Linked DNA regions of Mus musculus: region 1 is linked to region 2. The links are chromatin contacts, called in public HiChIP or PLAC-seq maps. All regions are on one chromosome and are shown on one strand. Each heading gives the region's core, a stretch centred on a gene start, on an enhancer-like site or on the middle of the called end of the contact. The rest is flanking DNA. Distances are from core to core; before and after follow the strand shown. Region 1 overlaps Unc13c (unc-13 homolog C). Region 2 overlaps Unc13c (unc-13 homolog C).

The links. HiChIP or PLAC-seq counts read pairs in DNA pulled down with a chosen protein or histone mark.
Region 1: a contact with region 2 is called in an H3K27ac HiChIP or PLAC-seq map of a colorectal cancer cell line, with 6 times the contacts expected there. The contact joins two enhancer-like sites. A contact is called at or near these places in 1 of 15 datasets of contacts at CTCF or cohesin (stem cell-derived epiblast-like cells), 2 of 484 Hi-C or Micro-C datasets (the AML12 cell line and embryonic stem cells) and 2 of 115 datasets of contacts at active chromatin or transcription factors (the NIH/3T3 cell line and a colorectal cancer cell line).

What each region holds. Positions count from the first base shown.
Region 1 is chr9:73,904,198-73,908,105 of GRCm38.p6, forward strand. All of the region lies in intron 2 of Unc13c (unc-13 homolog C), which reads right to left. Among named protein-coding and RNA genes, the nearest start is that of Unc13c, 63 kb to the right of the region's middle. Within about 2 kb of position 1,969, at least 38 of the 459 cell types and tissues checked have an H3K27ac peak or open chromatin away from gene starts, as enhancers often do. A contact at or near this core is called in a colorectal cancer cell line, where this site is marked.
Region 2 is chr9:73,558,828-73,562,632 of GRCm38.p6, forward strand. Unc13c (unc-13 homolog C) reads right to left here. Exons shown (of 33, transcript NM_001081153.2): 24 at 112-189. Among named protein-coding and RNA genes, the nearest start is that of Gm27211, 370 kb to the left of the region's middle. Within about 2 kb of position 1,399, at least 15 of the 459 cell types and tissues checked have an H3K27ac peak or open chromatin away from gene starts, as enhancers often do. A contact at or near this core is called in a colorectal cancer cell line, where this site is marked.

The sequences.
Region 1 (3,908 bases), core at 719-3,218, 350 kb after region 2:
GCCGTCACAAGATGGCGCTGACATCCTGTGTTCTAAGTGGTAAACAAATAATCTGCGCATGAGCCAAGGGTATTTTATGACTACTTGTACTCTACCTTTCCCGTGAACGTCAGCTCGGCCATGGGCTGCAGCCAATCAGGGAGTGATGCGTCCTAGGCGAAATATAACGCTCCTAAAAAAGGGGACGGGGTTTCCGCCATTCTCTCTCGCTGGCATCTCTCTGGCTCTGCGCGCCCTGCGCTCTCTCGCTGCCTAAAGATGTAAACAATAGAGCACGCTCTGCGCCCCGGCGCGCCAGAGCTCTGGCTCCTAAAATTATTGAAGGGGCTTTTCGTTTTTGGGGCTGGGCGCTGGGCGCTTGCCCTCCTGGCTCCCAAAGATGTAAGCAATAAAGTTTTGCCGCAGAAGATTTTGGTTTGTTGCGTCTTTCCTGGCCGGGCGTGAGAACGCGATTAACAGTTAGTGTTTTTAGAAGGTAGGCAAATGAAACGATGGTCCCCCACCCCATATGTAAGCATCACTAATTAGACTTGGTGGGGTATAAAAAAAAAATGACATTGAGTGGTGATGTAGAGAGCAACCAAACCCCAGAGGATTTGGGAGGGAGAAATGGGAGATATATAGAAGTGGAAGATAATAGAAGTTTATCATATACATAGATGAAATTCTAGAAACATAAAAACGGTATAAATGAAAAACTAAAATTTTTAGCTCATATTTTGTCATTTTGACTTCTAGGAATCTATCTAAAAAAATACCTCAATTGAAACTGACTTAAAGAGAGAAGCTCATGTCCTCACTATCTATAACCTTAAAAGGAAACTAAGGAACATGCCAGGTATATGAGGCTAATGTTAATTATATTTTTAGGTAAAGACATACTTGGCATAAAAAAAAATTAAGTCCCATGCAAAACGTTCATGAACAGTCATGATCTGGAGATATTTATTTATTCAAAGATTTATAGATTGTTCTCTCTCTTTCTCTCTTTGTGTGTGTGTGTGTGTGTATTTACACACATAACTGTAGCATCCACAGAGGCCACAAGAGGGCATCAGATCCCCTGGAGCTGGAGTTACTGGTTGTTGTGAGCTAACATATGTGTGCTGGGAACCAAACTCTGGTCACCTATAAGAGCAACAAGCACACTTAACTATTGAGCCATCTCTCCAGCCCTCATCAAGCTTGAGAGCTATTGGTAATGGTATTTATTAGGATGCATAGCAAAGTTCCCTGCCTTGGCAGAGAAAGCTAACCTTCCTCTGTGGCAGGCAGCCAGCACATTAACTAAATAGATTATACACAAATCAGAAGATGAGATTAAGAAGGGCAATCGAAGAACAGTGTGATGGGGGCTGGGGAATGCTAGGTTGGTACACGCAGCTTGCTAGCAAAATCAAGTACCTCACTGAGACCGTGCGATTTGAGCAAAGACTCGGAGGAGGTGGGATTTACTAAGTGAATACCAAAGGGAAGGTATTTTAGGTAAAGAGAAGAGCCAATGAAAGAGAAGCCAAGGCTCAGCACTAGATGGTATTGGTACTGTGTGTGAAACCTCCACATCCATGAAGCTGGTCTGCTGTGACTCTTATGGCCCTCTTCCTTTTTATAGGCTTTTGCAGACCACGGATCACACCAAGCCCTACATTGTGTGGTCTTTAACAGCCTTCACAACAGGAATCACCTGATTAAGGAATCATTGAGCAAACACCTCATGCTGTCTGCCTTAGGGCAGGATAATTTGAGTTCTTCTCTGCCTGCTGGAGCATATTTCTCAAATATTGACTAGAACACAGGAACCCCCGGAAATGCTTGTTCAAGTGCAGATTCTGAGTCAGTAGGTCTGGGGTGAGTCTTGGAATTCTCTAACGAACTTCTTTGCAAAGCCAATGCAGTGAGCCCTTAGGGCATACCTTACATACCAAGGCTATAGAGTTATTCTGTGGGATTAGCACCACCCCCTCACAGCGTAAACATCATCTTCCATTTCCTGGGGGTGGGAGGTCAGTGACTCATTTCCTCTCCTCCACGTAGTGCTACTTCAGAATTACCCATAAAATAAACTAGTTCCATTCATTGAATCTGAAGATGTGGTTCTGGGAGAGAATTCAGAGACATATGTCTGTTGATCCTGCTGCCTGTGCCAGAATGGATGGAGTCAGCAGAGGAAAAGAAAGAGTTTAGAGTTAGGGAGAGCATACAAAACTGCTGTATGATTTCAGACTTATCCTCAGAATAAAATTTTAAAAACTTAAAGCTGATTATAGTCTTGAGAGGAGGGTGGCATGTTGAGATACATTAATAATTTTATCCTGGGTGCTGGTAGGTAGAAACAGAGATCAATCAGAGGTCAGTGTAGACACAGTTCACTAGTGATGGAGGAATGCTGTCAGGGGTTTGAAGGAGTCAGATTTGTGAACTTGAAAAAGGAATCAGATTCTACATATATTTAATTGAAGCAATGAAGTGGACAGTTAATTACAGCAGCTTTGAAAAGATGTTGATACTGGGAAATAGAAATGACCACATGTATAGGCCATGTGCAGAGTCCCAGCAAGCAATAAGATGGTTAGTGCAAATGAAAGAAAGAGTCGAAGAACTCAGCCCTAGACTGGGTCAACCACATGAAACCAGAAGTTCACACTCAAAGTCAAGAGTACCCGTGACAGAGATTTCACGTTCTTGTGTGTGGGAAGCCACACGTGCTGTTGCAGGGTGGCGCTGGCTACCTCTGGCCACCACGCATACATAGGCAGTAAAGTTTTTTGCCAAGATGAGGTTTTGAGAATTAACCAATCAGATGAGAGAGAAGTTAACCAATCAGATGAGAGAGAAGTTAACCAATCAGATGTAGGCATGCAAATGAGGTGGTAAGCATAACCCATGCATAACCAATCCGGGTGTGAGACACGCCTCTCCTAGGCCTATATAAGCAGCACCAGTTCTGGGCTTGGGGTCTCTTCGCCTCTGCAATCAAGCTCTCCCAATAAACGTGTGCAGAAGGATCCTGTTGCAGCATGGTTCTTGCTGGCAAGCCAGGGTGCGAGCAAGACTTGTGATTGTGTTTCCTGTCAGCAGCATGGCTTTGGCATTATGTCTGTTGAATTAAAGACTCAGGAGACATCCAGCCTCCTCCATGTATTGCTTTCTATGTCATGATGGTCCTGCCACTTGGGACAATATGAAATGAAGCGCTGTGACAACTCAAAGCAAGATAATACAGTTAAGTGAGCATTCAGAGTCCACATCTCACTAGGTCTATTCTCTAAGGGGTCAGAGTGGTCATAGCCTGATAAATTCAGAGAGAAGCATTCTTATCTTCCCACCTCTGTACACTGTACCCAGGGTCTTCTCAAACACTGGAGATTGTCCAAGTTTATACTGTCACAGAAAGTCAAAATAAAACACCATGGGAATTCTCTGGACTGTTCTGTTCTTCTAGTGCCCCCAACTTCAGTATAGATTATTAAACTTCTCTAACTCCATAAAGGAAAAGCCATCTTAAGCCAGATGGGTGGGATTACCTCACACTGTATGTTCCACAGAGAGTTGCAATTGAGCAGAAATGTGTAGAAGAGGACCTGGCTCAGAGCAAGATGGTGTGACGAAGCCTCAATTGCACTGCTTTTCTTACAGATGTAAAAACTATAACTCAAAGTGAGAGCTGACCAGATATCAGAGGCACACTGGAATGCTTCCCCAACCCTCCTACATACAAACAGGCATCTAAAGAACACAGAAGATATTTCTATGATAGCCCTCTCTCTGTGACTTTAGGTAACTTTAGGTTCCCCTGAGGCTCTTTTCTCAATGCATGGATTGAAGGCTTTGAACTGGATAGGGAATTCTCCCACCAGATGAAGATAGAAACCTAAGCTACCTTATCTGTCTTGAATGTTCTGGTATGG
Region 2 (3,805 bases), core at 149-2,648:
TCATTGGTAAAAACCATTTCAAAAAGTAAGACGCTTTCCAGAACAAAGCAAAATGCTACTAACATCCACCCAAGAGTCCTTTGGTAAAGACAAAAGTGGACACACACTCACCTCTTTCCCACCCATGGATTCAAACATTTTTTCCAGCTGGACCCGCAGTTGTTGGATGTTGTTCATCAATATGCAAGGCTTGTAGAAAGAGAAAGAGAGGCAATGTGATCAACATCCTTCGCATCCTCCCACCTCTGGAGCGAGTTTAACTTCTACAGTCTATGGCTGTCAACCTGTGGCCTGTGATACACACCAAACAATCATTAGGCTACTTTGAATGAGGGCTTTTAACAGCTGGGACTGGAAAGGAAATAGATGACCATTTGGGGGAATACAATTTAACAATCAACATGTGCAATAGCACATGGAGACTGGCTATCGGCAGGCCCTTTCCTCTTCTTGTGGTATTTTGAAGATAAGAGTTAGCCACTTTTTCTTTACGGTTTTGTTGGATACAATGTTTCTTATGTGCCAGGCTAGTCTCAGAGAGCTGGGCATGATCGTGAACTTCTGACTCTCCGGCCTCTACTTCCCGAGTTCTGGGATAGCAGGTGTGGACTACCTGACTTCTGCAGTGCTGGGGATTGAACCCAGGACTTGAGAGATGCTTTGGGAGTGCCCTTTCGATGGAGCTGTATCCCCAACCTACCCTAGTCTATGTTGTTAACTTTTTTTTTTTTATTTTGAGAAAATCAATTAATTTCAATTCTCTGGTAACTGTGCTGTTTTAAAACCAAAGAACATTTGTGTTTCTTTTTTTTTTTAAACCCAAGAAAACTTCCAAAAAATTTAAAATGACTTCGATGGAGTTTCTGTCTTTCACTTAAGCCAGGAAGCTGTAGACTAGTCCCTTCATTATCTGGCTCAGAACAAATGTGTTTCTCTTCTGACTTTCCTCTTTGTTTATTTGGGTTCTTTTCCATCATTTAGATTAGAATTTGCTACCTTGGTTTTAAACTTTTCTATCACCTACATTGCCTTTGCTTTACAAAGACTTTACACTGAGGTTTTTTTTTTTTTTAAATTTTTATTTTTTATTGTCACTGGCTAACGTGAACGCTGTGCGTGCTGCTGTGCACTGGGTAGACTGCAGCACTGTGCTTACACGGGACTCGTACTTAGGCATTTGAGTTGTTTCTAGAGAGGTAGAAAAGGGCAGTGGTGTTATAAAACTTTGTGACAAGACGAGATATCAATTTGGAATTAATTTCAAATCAGAAAATAGATTTTGGCCTAGCTGCAAAGCTCACTGATGGCTGCGACACATCGATTCTGAAGAGTCAGTGGCTCAGAGCTGGGGATGACAGAGACAGGAAATGGACACACTTTCCAAGTGGCTGGGAAGGGAGCCAGCAATGAATCAGAAGGTCAGACAAAGGACTCATGGGACATCAAAGAGGCGTTAGCTCTCATCAGTGGAAAGATTTTATTATTACCTTAACCACATCACAGACCTTCGAGAGACTTTGTACTTGACTCTTAAAGTGACCACAACCTAAGTCTGATTTATGGAAACAATTCCACACTTCTATTCTGTTCCTGGATTCTGGCCACTTAGATATTTTATTTTTCTTTAAACATAGATAACTGAGAGTTACACTCCCGAGTTTCTGACTGTGGGATGCTACAGACAGTTTTAATGGCCTCTACTCCCAAAATCACAATCTGCACTCCTTGATCCCAGCATACTCTACTTGATTTATTTGATGTTAGCATTTAAGTCTGTTCTTAGTACACAGAACAAGACGAGAATACCAATTCTTTACATAAAAAGCCATACACCAAGTCAAATATGGTCATTTCTGATTTTCAAGAATGCTAGGGAGAGTTGGGCTCACTTGGGGCAATGGCTACTCACTACATGAAAAGAGGATGGAGAAGAGAGAGGTAAGAGGGAATTTTCTGGGTAAAGTTGAGATAAATATAAAGCTCTTCACCTTTCCTGACCTTGAAGTGCCCCAAGTCCACTGTTATTACATCGACTTATTGAATCATTAGTAAGAACTAGATTACTATTCAATTATACCCCACATCTAAGCACAAAACAGATTGATTCTAACAATTCTGTAGTCAGCAAGTCAGAATAAATGCATTAATGTTTTAATAAATCCATCCAGACATGGCACATGCCTTGCATCCCAGAACTGGGAGGCTGAGGCAAGAAGACTCAATGTTCAAGGCTGGCATGGGCTAGGTAGCAAAGCTATGCATTAAAAATTTTGAAAAAAAAATCCCTAGTAAAATGAACATTATCCCAACCGAATGCTATTGCTTACTGAAGAGTTTATGGAGATGAAAGAATATGTTTGGGCATAGCTGTCATTCAGTATGTATACCGTGTACATTTTGAGTTTTCTTATAAACATATCATATACATTTTATTTTATCTTAACTGGGAACAGTCAAAAACCTAGAATACGATGTATACTAAAGTTTTATTCAAACTAAGGACAGACATTTCTATACGGCTAAAGTGTTTGAGCTTAAAAATGTTTAAAATAAAGAAAAATTGATTTGGAAAAGGATGCTCTGGCTTGTTTGGGATGGGGACAAAAGGCATAAAAGTGGTTTGACCACTTCTGATTTAAATTGTCACAGTAAGAAGGGGCCAGATCGTACACAACAGTAAACCTAGCACTCGGGGTGAAGGGAGATGGATTAGAAGTTCAAGGTCAGCCTAGGCTACATGGGACCTGTCTCAAAAACAGCAACAAATTAGTATGTCATGCTACAAAAAAAATATAATCTCAAGTAGACTATTTACTTACTGTGCGTGTGTGTGCCTGCGTGTGTGTGTGTGTGTGTGTGTGTGTGTGTGTGTGTGTGTGTGTACATGTGCATCACGGTATGCATGTAGAAAGGAGCCAGTTCTTTCTTTCTAACATCGCTTTTAATGATGGGACACATGCTATCAGGCTTTTGAGTTTACCCACTGAGCCATCTCACTCTGTAGCTCTGGTTGTCTGAAACTCATTATGTATACCAGGTTTGCCTTGAACTCACAGAGATCCACCTGTCTCTGCCTCCTGAGTGCTGGGATTAAAGGTATGTGCCATATCTGACTTATGGTTTTGACTCTTAAAAGACATTTGTAATGTGTTCATGAGAAGGTACAAACTTCTGTTTGTGATGACTCGAGGCAAAGCTCTGTAAAGCTATGTATTCAATCAAGACACCTTGGTGAGATTAAAATGATCTTAAACTTAAACAATAGAATCCAAAGGTAGCCAGGAGACTGCTTGCTAGGATGAAGGCAACGAAAGGTACAGGTGCTAATGGGTATAGCTATGCTTCTCTATGTATACATTTTTATTTTCCTTATGGCAGGGGGAGGGGGAATGGGATAGGGGGTTTCCAAAGGGGAGATCTGGAAAGGGGAAAACATTTGAAATGGAAATAAAGAAAAATATCCAAGGAAAAAAATACCAAACAAAATCATATACATGTAATCTTAATTGAGATTAGTTGTAACCCTAAAATATAATGAATACTAAAGTTTGATTCAAACTAGAAACATTCCTATATGGCTTAAGTGTACACTAAGGTACAGGTGCTGGGCTATGTTATGTACATGGACTTTTAACTAACTACAAAATTCCATTTTGGGGGCTGGAGAGATGGTTCAGTGGTTAAAAACGTGTACAGCTCTTGCAAAGGGCCTGAATTAAGTTCCCACCACCCACATTAGGTGGCTCAAAACTGACTTCAGCTCCAGGGGGGTCCAATACCCTATTGTAGCCTTGCCCCTTGCCTC